Regions from separate parts of the Mus musculus genome. Here region 2 is linked to region 1. The links are chromatin contacts, called in public Hi-C maps. All regions are on one chromosome and are shown on one strand. The core of a region is the stretch at or near the end of the contact, and the rest is flanking DNA. Distances in the headings are between cores, read along the strand shown. Region 1 overlaps Bmper (BMP-binding endothelial regulator). Region 2 has its middle 13 kb from the start of Gm39311.

Evidence for each region. Hi-C and Micro-C count contacts between places; a contact is called where the count stands out from the background.
Region 2: a contact with region 1 is called in a Hi-C map of tail fibroblasts, with 4 times the contacts expected there. The contact joins two enhancer-like sites. A contact is called at or near these places in 23 of 484 Hi-C or Micro-C datasets (the 3T3-L1 cell line, the C2C12 cell line, the Patski cell line and 12 more) and 3 of 115 datasets of contacts at active chromatin or transcription factors (the NIH/3T3 cell line, embryonic forebrain and embryonic stem cells).

What each region holds. Positions count from the first base shown.
Region 1 is chr9:23,461,443-23,468,342 of GRCm38.p6, reverse strand. All of the region lies in intron 13 of Bmper (BMP-binding endothelial regulator), which reads right to left. Among named protein-coding and RNA genes, the nearest start is that of Gm39311, 120 kb to the left of the region's middle. Within about 2 kb of position 3,007, at least 44 of the 459 cell types and tissues checked have an H3K27ac peak or open chromatin away from gene starts, as enhancers often do. A contact at or near this core is called in the C2C12 cell line, adipose-derived mesenchymal stem cells and tail fibroblasts, where this site is marked.
Region 2 is chr9:23,564,629-23,571,528 of GRCm38.p6, reverse strand. No RefSeq gene overlaps it. Among named protein-coding and RNA genes, the nearest start is that of Gm39311, 13 kb to the left of the region's middle. Within about 2 kb of position 3,903, at least 39 of the 459 cell types and tissues checked have an H3K27ac peak or open chromatin away from gene starts, as enhancers often do. A contact at or near this core is called in the C2C12 cell line, adipose-derived mesenchymal stem cells and tail fibroblasts, where this site is marked.

The DNA of each region.
Region 1 (6,900 bases), core at 1,758-4,257:
GTAGTTCGACATCTCCTTGAGAACATATCCATTTCCTCTCACAGTAACCAATGCATTATCAACACCAGGGTGAATGCCTATGGTCGGATCAATTCATCCCAGTTTCTTAGCAATGAAGCCAATAACATCACTACTCCCTTCAGCAATGCTCTAAAGTAGCAACTGCAGCCCATAAGTGGCTGTCTAAATAGCATAAGTAAATCATAGCAAAATCAAGTTGTGTCCATTTGTATACTCTTACTAGACACACTTTGCTGGTAACCAATACATTGGACAATTCAGAAGCTTTCCTAACCGTAGAAGGTTCTCTTAGGCGATGCTAGCTAATGGAAGCCAGCTCCATCAGAACATGGAGACACCCTTGCATTCACAGAGAGATTCCTAATTGTAGTCAGATTAGGATCAAGGTTACTCCTGCCTTCTGACTGGTACAACAAAAGAAAGCTCATCCTAAGAGAGCAGACCAGAAGCAGAAGGAACAGGAAGAAGTTCAAGACCAGTCTGGGCTACATAATGTGATCAACTCTTAAAAACAAGAAAAAGGAAGGTCACGTTTCTTGGCATCCAATCAAGATTCTTAAAAATCTAGAGCTCAACCTACTCTCTTACTCATTCACATTTACCAGATCATAAAGGATGTCTCATCAACCCTGGACTTTCTTCCCATCTTGCTAATCTTGCTCTAAGTGTGCTTTGTTTTGTGTGTTTGTTTTATGATGTCTCTCCTTTCAAGCTCAGTTGAAATTCTTCACATGTCCTCCTTGACTAGCCCAGGAAAGAAGAGCCACATCCCCCAAGTCCCATGCTCAGGGCACCTGCATGCAGTCTTTGAACTTTCATAACTTCTTTCTCTCTTCAGAATGAGGAATGGGTCCAGTTCTTTTATATCCAGAATGTGTTATATTTGGGGGAAGTATCCAGAAAAGCATAAATCAACGAAGAGGACGACATGACCACCTTGCACAACAAAGGGTTGAGCACCAGCCTCACAGGCCATAACTATACGGGGTGTGGGAGGGGCTCACAAGATTGAGCCTTTACTTCACAGGCCATGGCTACAAATGGTCAGAGGGGACTCACAGGGTTGAGCATTTGCCAAAGGCCATGACTATACCTAGTGGCCAGGGGCTAAAAGGGTTGAGGACTTTTCTCGTAGTTCTTGGCTACACAGGACCTCAAAATAAGCTCTTTCTGTAGAAATCCTTTCTGTTCTTGTTTTCATGTGGAGCTTCTTATATTCCTATCCTGTCTTCTAGATGATTTTTTTTTCTTAATTTAGTGATTGTGGGAAAATAAGACTTGATGAGATAATTCTGATTTAATAAGATATTTTCAGAAAAGCACATATTCATTATTGTAAGAATAATATAACATATAGCTTTTTGTGTTATTAAAAATCTTCCAGTAGTGCTAAAATAAACATGGCTGTGCTTCCTAGCAACAGCAAAGCCAAGTAGATCTCCTGTGGCTTTCTCTGGGTCTAAGGGCCATTTTTGATGAACAGAGGTGAGGGCTTCTGCTTCCAGACAAAGTGCTGAAAGGGCACAAGGATTAAACTTGGGAATCTCTGCTCTGTTTCCAGGAGAACAGGAATCAAGCCATCAGAGACAGCAGCCAGACATGGAAGAGTGCTTTCTCCTCTGCCATCAAAGAGGAACTTTGCCTGGACTGTAGCTTTCAACCTGTAGGTCAATTTTTCTGAGACTAAGGACCAATGGGGCAAAACTTAGCAGCAGCAGAAAAGACAAAAGAAAAAAAAAAAAAAGAAACCTAGAAAACCACATTGTGGTCATGGCTGTCCTTGTTTGTATCTGTTCTTAGAAGCTGGTGAAACTATCTTAGGCTGGTTGATGTTTGGGAAACTCAGAGAAGAGGTCAAGAGAAGTGAGAGGCAGCCATGGTCAAGTGGGTCAGCTACCATGAGACTACTAAATGATTCATCTACACTTTAACCCTTAAAATTCTGCCCTCATTGTTGAATCTGAGTTTCAAAGAAGCATCCAGGCTTGGTAACAATGGAGAGGTGGCCTATCTATATCACATTATGCATCAAAAAAATCTGATCCAGGTAACAGAGGTCCACATTCTCCTGAAGGCTATATGGACACTTAAACACACTTGGGCTTACCTGTCCACAAGAGGGAAATGGCACTGTAATATGTAAAGAGAGGCTACTGGATCCAATGACTTGGACCAAGGTGTGAGTTGTTTTATTGGGTTAAAGAAAGAATAGAAAAGCTTGCAGAGCCAACACAGGAAGAAATTTCTATTTCTATTTCTATTTCCAGATCATTCCTGTGTGGGCCAGCTACAGTTTGGCACCACTGTCGCATTTGTCCACTGTGACACAAATTCTGACCAGAATATTATGACTGCTGGGGTTGGCAGGACAGCACTCCAAGTCTGAGCTGCTCTGTAGTGTGTGAACAAAGCCATAGAGCACTGAGGATGGGAGTCTAGCTGGCTTTTCTTGTTACCGATACAAAAGAGATCTGGGGCCCAGCCTCATCCCTCCCCTCCTCCACTTTACCCCAGGTTAGACCTTTGGCTGACTCCTAAGTGAAAGACTCCTAGTGAAGTCTATGCTTATCGAAGGAAGAAAGCAAGACACATAGACTAAAGCAGACAGTCTTCACTGAAAAGGAGAGGGGGAGGAGAGGGGGGGAGGGGAGGGAGAGAGAGAGAGAGAGAGAGAGAGAGAGAGAGAGAGAGAGAGAGAGAGAGAGAACACGAAGACTAAATATCAAACTCTAAACAATCTGTTGTGGCAGAAAGCCAGTGCAATTGAGAAGTTGTGGACAGATTCCATTGGGTGTGTCAAGGGCAGCCAGAAGGCCTTCCTGTTGCAAGATACATGAGATGGACCTTGAGCATCTGTGGAATTTTCTTGGTTACAGAACCAAGCAAATTGGGAAATTACAGAAAAGGGAGGGGCTGTGGGGTAGGGTTTCCAGATCTTCATATCCTAGACTGGACAGTCAGTCACATGGTCAACTTCTCAACACACACGGATAGACATACAAAAAAGAAGTCTCACTGGACAATTGTGTGGCCTAGAAGAACAGTCTGCACACCATCTGACTCTGACACTTCTTTCTTCTTGGCATCCAGTCCTCTAGAGATCACGTCTGTCTACTGAAATGACACAGAATGAACCCTGGTGTGCCAGGCTACAATGACCCTTCCGTTCCTTCCAAGGTAACCACAAGTTTACAAGGTTACATTCCTGCCTTCGGAGTCCTTCCTTCCTTGAAGTCTGCCCCCACTCCGGCCTTGGGAACAGTGAATGTGCAACAACTAAGTTAACAAAAGCCTTACCAAGCCATCTCGATAGAGAGGTATTTACAGTGAATGCCTGCTGTAATTGCCGGACTTTTATACACGATATACTATACTGCTCATCAGGACCTTTTAAAAAAGAAAACTACTTAAGACTACAGATACTGGGAAATTCTCATCTATTTACTACCTAGCCCACATTGTGGCAGAACTCTCAATCCTCCTGCCTCAGTCTATTTTGTGCTGGGAATACAGGACATGCACGACTGCACTTCACACAAATTGATTTTTTAATCATTATAACATTGCCTGAGAGATAAATGGCATTGCCTGAATAGCAGAAGCAGGAAAAGCACAAGAAACCCAGCACAGGCCATTATCCTCTGAGCTTCTTTGGAAGCTGATATTTTTGTGGACTAACATAGGTCTCTGTGATTACAGAGATTTATTTTAAAGGTAACAGTGCTTACTGTGGTTTTAACTTCTATAATTAATTGAAGTGGTCATATGAAATAATGGGTTTCTTTATTAAGCTTTCATATATGTATATCATTGCACTCTGATCCTCTGCATACACATCCACGACCTGGCCTCATTCTCCATCCCCATTCTGCACATGGGAACACATGGCATGTGTCTGTTTGCCCTTCTGTTACCTTCTCTTGTCCCTTCTTCCTTTTGATAGCTTCCTTGTTCTATATAGCACCTTCTACTTTTATACAAGGATATGAATATTAAAAGAAGTCCTACATGTGTCTATCCAGCAGAGTTGTGATTTTTAACAGCTATCATGCTTATTCTGGTACCTAAAAGGCATCCCTTCTTCATAACGTCATATATCAGACCACATGTGCCTATTAAGACACTGGTCCCCAGAGTTAATGCTGGCACAAGTTTCATTTTTATGGCAATCTTAGGCTATGATGTCAAAGATGCTCTGACTAAAATTTTTGAGACAAGGGGTGCTTGAGATTTCAAATCTTTCCAAAATATATACATATACAGACACAACCACATACATACATTATTCTTGGACACAAAAGGCACGTCTAAAACCCAAATTAATTCTATTTTACATATACCTTGCATACACAGCTACAGTTGCATCCCCTTAGTGTACTTGTAGTTTAATTGAAACCCATCCCATTGCAGTGAGGTGCAGAGTTTGTGGAACTTTCTACTTGAGGCATCACATTGATGCTCAGAAGGTTCCGAGTTGGACACATGCTCTTCCTGTAAAAACTGTCATGCTGTCAGGCATACCCCCTTAGCTATGGAGAGCAAACGGCTGTTGCAGGTGGGGACATCATCTTCTTGAATGGTATAGCCACTGAGGACCAGTTGGGAAGAATAAAGGGTTCAAAAGGAAAGGGTGGGATTGCCAGTGAATAAAAGGGGTTGAATGCAATTATAATGGTGTGTATATATGTGCAGCTGCCAAACAAATATTTAAAAAGAAAGAAATACCCCTGGGGAAATGAGTTGTCCTTCCTCAACTCTGAGGTATGGCTGGACCAGGAAGAGCTGACAGTGATTGCAGGCATTTGCTGGGCTCTTTCTCCTTAAGAGTTAATCCACCATGTCTCTTTGAGCTGCTCTTGGCAGAGCCTGGCATATCTTGCTAAAGGAGGGTCTCCCTCACCAGCCAAGGACAAGGAAACCTAGTCACTACCCCCCTCTAGTGGCTACAAATTAAGAGTGCCTGCTAGCAGTAAATTTTTATTCCAACATTTGCTTCTAAATCAGAAGTCTCACTCTTTTTGGAGGGTATATGATAAAGGACCACATAAAAATGGCTGTCTGGCAGAAAAATCAATCACTTTTCTCTAAAATTCGTGGTCTATCCATCACTGTCACACTCACTGTAGAACAATTGGAGGGCCAGTCAACTAAAGCCCTGTAATCTAAGGTTCTGCCCCGGGTACCTGCCAAGAAGGCTGGGAGCCTGGAATCTCACAGGCTCACTCCTCCAGAGGACAGAGCAAGGGCTGTATGTGTGGGAGAAGCCTAGACTCTATCTTTTAAACAAATTTCCTTTTGCCAAGGCATTGAGCTTTATGTGTTTTGGCTTGAAAACCAAACAACAAAAATCCTTAACTCCAACCTGCCTAACGTGAGAGAAACTTCCTCCATCACAGAGGGAATGAAAGCCAGAGCAGGGACACTACTCCCGTATACATAGCACAACACTCTGGCCACTGTGTGGAAATGGTTCTCTACCTAGGTCTCTTAGCTCTGCCCACTAAAGTAACTCACTTCTGACCCTACATATCATCATGGCTATTAGGATGTATCAAGATGGACAGCAAAAGGGAAGTGCTCCACAGCCCCAAATATGTGGGGGGAGGTGGGGAAGGAGCAGAAACCTGTCCAGCAGAACCCCCTTCCTGGGAGGGTTGCACAGCTTTCCTGCTCTCCCACTGGGCCACCTTCTTATACCCAGCAATTTGGAAGCATTCACGTCCTGACTGCTTGAGATTTTACAGAGACTTCATTGCATAGGTGTGAATCTTTGCATGCTTGCCACCGATGCTCAACTCACAGTCTCTCTCATCTCCCTGGGGACCTTCTGACATAGCAAGGAGAGAGACAGGCCAGGAGACAGGTAAGAGTTCTTGGCTCAAAATGTAAGAGAATACTTGGTCTTAGATTCCAGAAGGTGGTAGGCAAGTATTTGAGAGCAAGTGCCTTCTTGTTCTTGGGGATGAGGAGAGACCAGCAGCACCTGTAGTTCTTCCTATAGAGCTGTCTCTTGGAAGAGCAGCACGTGTGGATACAAGTTTCTCAATTGTACGTATGTGTATTTGTGGGAGTGGAGTCTGATAAGCATGGATCAAGAGGATCATAAGAAAGGAACAAGAGGCTTGGATGATTTGAAAAGGAAATACTGAAGATGGAGGAATACAGGCAGGGAGATGGGAGTGGGGACACAGTCAAGTATGTATGGAGATTCCATCAGGAGCTCAGTCAGTAAAGGTTTGGCCTTACAAGCATAGGCCTGTGCTCATCCCTGAATTCATTCCCCAGGACTCATAAAACTCTCAGCATGGTCGATATTTCTTATGCTCTCAGTGTGCGAGCACACACACACACATACACACACACACACACACACACACACACACACGCACATAAAATTTTAATGTCATGGGCAAATCTGTTATTTTATATGCTAATTAAAAATAAAATAAATAAATATTAAAAAACAAAGATGCTTTTTTTGTGAAAAGTTGGGTAAAAGACACACTGGTTTCTCTCTACTTTTTCATACAACTAAATATGGGTCTACAGTTGTCTCAAATAAAACAGAAGAAGAAAGAAAGAAAACTTGAGTGTGACCCAAAGAAACAAAGAGAAAATAAATATCTATTGTTGTACATTATATACTTAGAAGCACAATTTGTTACCATAGTAAAGAAGGAAGTAAAGACATCTATGTGCCTAATGCTTGACAAACTCCATTTTGGGTTTGTAGCTGACATAAATAGCCAGGAAGTGTGGTAGGACGCAAGTTTCCTTGCTGAAACTGTAAGTCAGAATGGTGACCACCTTTGGAGTAAGGAATAGGCAGGTAGATAGATAGGTAGACAGATAGATGGATAGATGCATAGATAGATAGAT
Region 2 (6,900 bases), core at 2,654-5,153, 100 kb before region 1:
AAACTATAACATGAAACAAGACACTAGAAAAATCATCCCTAGAACAATATCTAGGTAGGCTATGTTCACGTGGCAAAGACAGGGGCTTTAAAAGTTTCTGATAGAATCAAAAAATACACTGAGCCGTGGCCAATCTGCAGACAGACTTGCATTTAGATGATTTGAGAGAGAGGTAAATCCTGAAAGATACAGAGAACAGATCCAAACCGCAGTACATACAGTGTAAGTAAGCCCCAAGAAAGGCAATAGAGGAGATACAGCAGGACTAATCCGTGAGGAGATGACAAAGAAATCTTCCTCAAGCCTCCAAGATTAAAAGTGCCATATTCCTGCTTAAGATTCTGCAATCTAAGCAGCCCAAGAAATAGTGGGAACTGAACAGTGTGCCCCAGTTACCTAAGGGCTGTGAGAACTGAGTGGTCCTGGAAGACCTAGGCTGCCCTGAGCACCAGCCTGTCTGGCATGCTTTTTGTTAGCTTAGGTGCAATTAGGAAACTTTGCTCCAAAAATTATCTATTAAATGACATAATACACAGGTTGTTTTTAATGGTGCAAAACAGTCATCAAGTATAAGCTGTCAAGTAACAAGGAGCACACTGTCTTCCTTGGTGTAGTTTTGATCCTGATCAGTCAAGTTAGAGTCTAGTTTGATATTTTCTTTCAAAACCTGGATTATTATGTGTTTAGAGCAATGTTGAAAGTCAAGTAAGGACTGTTAATTAGACCATGTTGTAGAAGAAGAAAGGAAAGGAGAGAAGGAGGGAGGGGGGGAGGGAGGGAAGTAGAGAGAGTCCAGGGGTATCTTCTTAGCAAGCTTTATGATAAGACTGCTGATATATTACTAAAATATAGGTTTTGAGGATGGAGAAGTAGCTTAGCAGTTAAAAGCTGATTGCTGCTCTTCGACGGGACCTGAGTTCAGCACTGGACAATCACATGAGTTGGTACTGCAATTTGTCTCTCTCTCTGCTAGGAGTCTTGATGTCTGCTCGCCCCTAGAGAAGACAGAGCAAAGGCCAGAACAGAGAATCCACAGCCCGTGTTTCCCTTTGATGCATCAGATGCCACTGCATGCCCGACTGGAAGGGAAAAGCATGACATGGGACGAATGCTGTGGTTCCCGGCTCTCAGGTGCTGCTGATATACTGCCTGAAGAGGAAGTCTGAACGGATCCGAGAGTTCCCCATTTCCCCTTGGGGCAACTTCATGCCAGGCAGAAAGGGGAAGGAAGAGCCCGAGAGGAGCAAGGTTCAGTCTGATTGAAAGCAAGTGCTGAGTTCAGGGAGGACAGGAGAAGAGAAAAGCCTTTGGGAGTCTTAGGCACTGCTCCTTTAGGTGAAAGCTTTCCAAGCAGTGATCTTTGATGAAGCAGCTCTCTGAGATGGTCTTTGTTTGTTCATATTGCTTTATTGGGGGATGCATACACCTTATTTGGAGTGATCCAGGGATTATATACCTCTTGAGAGAAGGGCATGAGAATATCCAGAAAGAGAAGGTCATTGGCTGAAGGCTAAGGCTATCTAGGTGCCTCATTAGCATGGAGAAGAACTCCAGGTGTTATGCTGTGTGACTGAGTGCCTGTGGTTCTCTGTGTGGCCTCAGAACAGGCATTGGAGGCTGAGAGGGGGTAGCTCCAACCCTACTGTCTCCGATCTCTGAGATTCCCAGTTCTGGTAGCATGGTCCCACATGCCCTGAAATGGGTGACTCACAACTGCCTGTGACTCAAGTTTCCAGGGGATCAGATGCCCTCTTTTTGGTTTCTATAAGCACCTATATGTATATGCCATAAATTCACACAGGTATACATATCTATACATAAATAAAAATAACAAAAATAAATCTTTTAAAAAAAGAACATATGTCTGACTTCATGGAGATAAGGTATCAGGGAGTAAAAATATCACCACCATAATTTACTTTTTGTACCCAGCTCTATACATAGCCCATATGCAGTTCTTGGATAAAGTAGAATCCCACTACTCCTTTTCTTTGTGAAGATAAGATTCTATACATTCAGTATCTTGTGTATCAGAAGAGAGAGAGATCTAATGGATAGTCATTGGTATCAACATTGTTCCTATCATACACCAGATAAAACTGCACGTGGTCTAGCCATTAGCAAAATTATATTAAAATGTGTATGTCTAATTTCATACACCATTGTACACACGATCATTATCTCAAAAGGCCTGAATTATGCTTCTAATACATTAATTTAATTACCCTCTGTATTCTGATAGAAGCCATTACAGCCCATATCATTGGCTTTGAAAGACGCTACAATCACTTTCTGGTGAAGGAAGCATCCTGGTTAATAAATAGCTGTCATCATACACATTATACAGCCATTGCAAATTCTCAAGAAATAGGATAACATCAACTTAACAGCAAAATGTACCCATAAGAAATAGGTCTCTTGCATTCATATTGCTCTGGTGATCCTCTTGCCTCTGCCTCTTCAGTATATCCTATCATAGCATATGCTATGATAACTCTCTTATGTTGTATTGGAAGAACAAAGGTCTAGGGATACAAGGAACGCTAAACACACAGAGTTGTCTTTTCTAAGAAAAAGATGTGTAACATGTTTTTCCACCAGAAGGCTGATAATGGAGGTGATTAATAGTGTGGTGATCTTCATGATTTGTAGGGCCAGGCCATACAGAGCTGCCACAAGTAGGCCAGAGGTGGCTAAGAGTCTAGATGACCTTTGCATTATCTAGATAGGCAGTGGCTCTCCCAAGCTCTCACCACTAGGATAGGTGATCTCTGTTTTACCTGTATGCACAAGGAATTTCCCCACACTCCCATAACAAGCACAGGAGGAAGCTAATAGCCCCAAATACCTCTACTAGCTGCATCCTATACCACACCAAATTCTCTCCTAGGCCTTTACGGTAACACATGTACCCTGTCTTTAGAACATCTTTATGGATGTATTTTAAGAAGAGTGGATTGTGGTACACCAGGAATTTTTTCCCCTAAATTGTACTGTATTTAAATATATTTACAATAAACTACCCAGAGTGAGATTCTAGAAGTTTGAACCAATACCAGCTAGTTTATACAGAACTAGATATCCTTCCTGTTTCATGCTGTTACTCTGCCAGCTGTGGCATTTACAGAGACACTACCTACAGTGCCTTTACAGTAAAACCTTTTTAAGCCCTGGTTTAATTCATTTAATAAATCTTTACAAACAAATTGTCTCTATTCAAATGTTTTCCTTTCTATAAATATTTTATGAGATTTGAATTTTAAGGAAGAGAAGGAAAGAAGTGTATTCTATGGTTTATTAAGACACAAACACTGTATTTTTCTCAGTGTGGGGGAGGGTGTGTGAGAGGTGCAGGGAAGACTGGGAGTGAGGGTGGGAGTTTGTGTGGTATGTATGGGGTGTGAGGGCGTGTATGGAGTGTGGGGTGTGGGGATGTCTGTGGGCTTGTGTGTAGGGTGTTGGGGCTGTGAGGGGTATGTATGTGAGTTGGGTTGCAGGTGTCTGACTTACAGTTCTCTTCATACTTCAATAGAAAGCACCTGGGATCTTTTTTTTTTTTTGCCTTTTATTGGATATTTTCTTTATTTACATTTCAAATGTTATCCCCTTTCCAGATCTCCCCTCCTATTAGCATAAATTCTGGGTTAGGGAGTCTTACATGGGATCTAGATTCTGAGTTCCTTACAAGCATCCAGGTAAGGCTGATGTGGGCAGACCTCAGGCCACATACCATTAATGTTCCTTAGACTCTTTTGGCCATTTTCACTTCAGGTTCTAAAATATAACCTCCTCACTTTGAGATCTATATGCAGAACCTATGTAGCTTCTTGGTATACCTGGGAGTTGTGGATTAAGGGGAACACAGCATTAAACACACTTGACACGTATGCTTATAGGTCACAGGTCTGGAGTCAACTCAGCTCCTCACAGGTCCTGTCTACTCAGCCACTCAGTGCTTAGTATTTATCAGTAAGGCTTTCTATTAAAATGTCAGTACACTATTAACTAAATTTAGGGGAAACCTTTTCATGTTAATAACATGCTTTTCAATAAGTACTTCAATCATACTATTGTGAACATTTATCACAAAATTTTTAGGAGGTGAGTTATCTTTTTACTCCTAATGTATGGTCCCTGAGCTGGAAATAAACCATGTCAGATAGAACTGACAGCAGTTTCATCACTGTCTGAAACTTTCCTTTTGTCTATTCTTTGCTTAAGTGTTTTATTTAGAAACCACAGGAGTCAGTGGAAATGAATCATCTCCTGTCCTCAGCAATGGCCATTAGTCACACTCATGAGAAACAACTGCATCTGAGGCCAGCAGGAGGGCCAGTCCAGGTACTCACAGTTATAATTACAGCATTAAGCCAAACATCTCTGGACCAGGCCAGATGATATATGACTTTCTTGAAGGCAAACAGGATAAGAGTCTTTGGCAGGGATAGGCACATCTTCTTTCTGATGAATGAGGCAAAGCTAACCTAGGAGGCTACTGGAGCCATATGTCACACCAACCAAGCAATTAAAGAGAAATGGTTCTGTACGTTTGAACTTTCTGCAGCCGATCTAGGGATTTCAGGGGCAAGAAAACGTTGGAACAGAAGTAGAGGCTTGCTGATAACATACACTTAGGAGAACACACTAAACAACCTGGCCTGCTACCTACTGTTTAGAGGAAAGAGAAAAGGGAAGCAACTAGGGAACTGACTCGCGGTCAGCAAAATAGTTGAGCTTCTAAATTGGCTGTCTTAATAGAAAGAGAGGAGAGGGACGTGAAGAAAAGGAGCAGTGCATGTGGACATCTATAAACAAGACAAAAAGATAGGCAGAGCACATTCGTAGGAGTGGACTGTACAGCGCAGTAGGGGCGGGGCTACACGTGTTGTATAGCGATTTCCTCTTCATTGAAAGATTTCCTCCTGGAAGGAAAAGAGACGCATGAAGTACATAAGAAACACGTAACACTCAGGCAATTCGTAATACGTCCAAGACATAGCAGGCTCCTTCCTGAGGTCATATAAGCATCAGACAATGGAGGGGAGCAGGCGGGAGACTCCATAGTGGTGTAGTTGTCTACCCAATGCACAGAAAACTGCTGTGGTGCAGTGTTCCTGAGTTGTCATGCATGCATTTTGATGATGCAGCTTCCAGAGAGTTGCCCATGCTGTGTTCACATCTGTCCTGATCCATTCTTCACTAAGCTGGACATGTATGGAACTGTGGCTGTGGTTTCCCATTGCCCTCTTTATCTAACATGAGTAGAAATAGGTTTCTCGGGAAAATAAATGCAAACATTTTATAGCTGTATTGATTTGTGCCAACACATTGGTGAGAGCGCTTAATCTCAGTGGAAAAATTCTTCTTTTTTGAATGGTGCTTTGGCATAGTTCTGAGAGGAGATGGTTATGAAACAAAATAAACATATGGTGTCTGGAAAAACTTGAATATTTACTAAGGCATGATGGCTTGTGAATTATAAGAAAAAGAGAAAATTCTCAAGAGAAAAGAAGCCAGCTCTCTTGTGTAGTGAGCATGCTGATGTTTAAGAGATAGGAAATAAAGTATTAGGAATTACAGTGCCAGCTAAGGACCTATAAGCTGCCCCTTTAATGTGCTTTAAACCACCCCCCTCCCTGCACACACAATGTTTCAGTAGAAGTCTATCAGACACAACTGCACTGTATTAGTGATGGTTTGGGATAATTAGGAAAAATATTCTGTATCCACCACTGGGTGAATCCAACTGTGGACATGAGTTGTGGATTTCAAAAGGAAAATAGGAAATGTCCACTAGCATGGCCAGGCGTTAACGAATGTTTCCAAAACACTAACTACTGCACATAGCATTAGAAGCTTTGCAGCTTTTTTACTTTTGTTGCTTTGCTTTATAGAAAGTATGTGATATTCTCAGGTCACATGAGTGTTCTTCCAATGACTTTCAATGATGACAAGAGAGGAATATCTTTAGCTCCAGACCTCAGATAAAGTTTAAAAACCTCTCCCCCACCCACGGCCCAGCACTGGCATAAGTGAAGCAATGATATTGGAGCACAGACTGGCAGACAGTGTCCTCAAAGAGAATGAAAGATTCAGGATCATGAAGTAGTAATGGTTACTAATAACTCAGGCCACCAGTAAGCAAGCAGCCTTAACTACTACAGTTTAGGAATGAATAGAGTCACTCAGCAAACAGGGGAGATAAGGTAATATAGTAACCAAGAAAAGGGACTCTGGAAGAGAAGAGACTATCTGGGGAAAGGGAAGGGAAGGGAAGGGAAGGGAAGGGAAGGGAAGGGAAGGGAAGGGAAGGGAAGGGAAGGGAAGGGAAGGGAAGGGAGGATTTGAGACCTCAGAGAAATTCGAGGGTCAGGCACACCTGACCAGAGGAAGCCTCTATAATCCCTGGTGGAGTTGCAGGAAGTCGTTTTAGAAGCTACCTCATCACTTGTAATTCTCTGTGAAATCTTGTTTAAAATGTCTGCATTGTGGGCTGTGTTTATCGTTCCTGAGTCTGTATCAAAACATAGCTTGGGTTTAACAAGTGGCCTGTGCTCCTGTCACACGTGCTGGAGTAGCAGAAGCCTTCCGGGTTCTCATACAAGCAGACATCTCCCAGACACTGGCTTTATACCCAACTCTCCACCCACACACCTAACAGACAAACAAACACTCATCGAAGACTCTGGCTCAGCCTGAGCGGCATCTTACATTGACATTTATTCTTAGCCCCAAACTAAATGTCCAAGATTATCTAAAGGTAGAGAGAATGGATCCACACTTCAGAAAAGTAGGAAGAAAGAGAAAATGAAAGGAGTAAAAGGTTTTGGTTGGCACTTGGATTACTTAAAATGATGTTCTCAGTAAGGAAAGGCTGCATCTGATAAGACAAATTAAAAA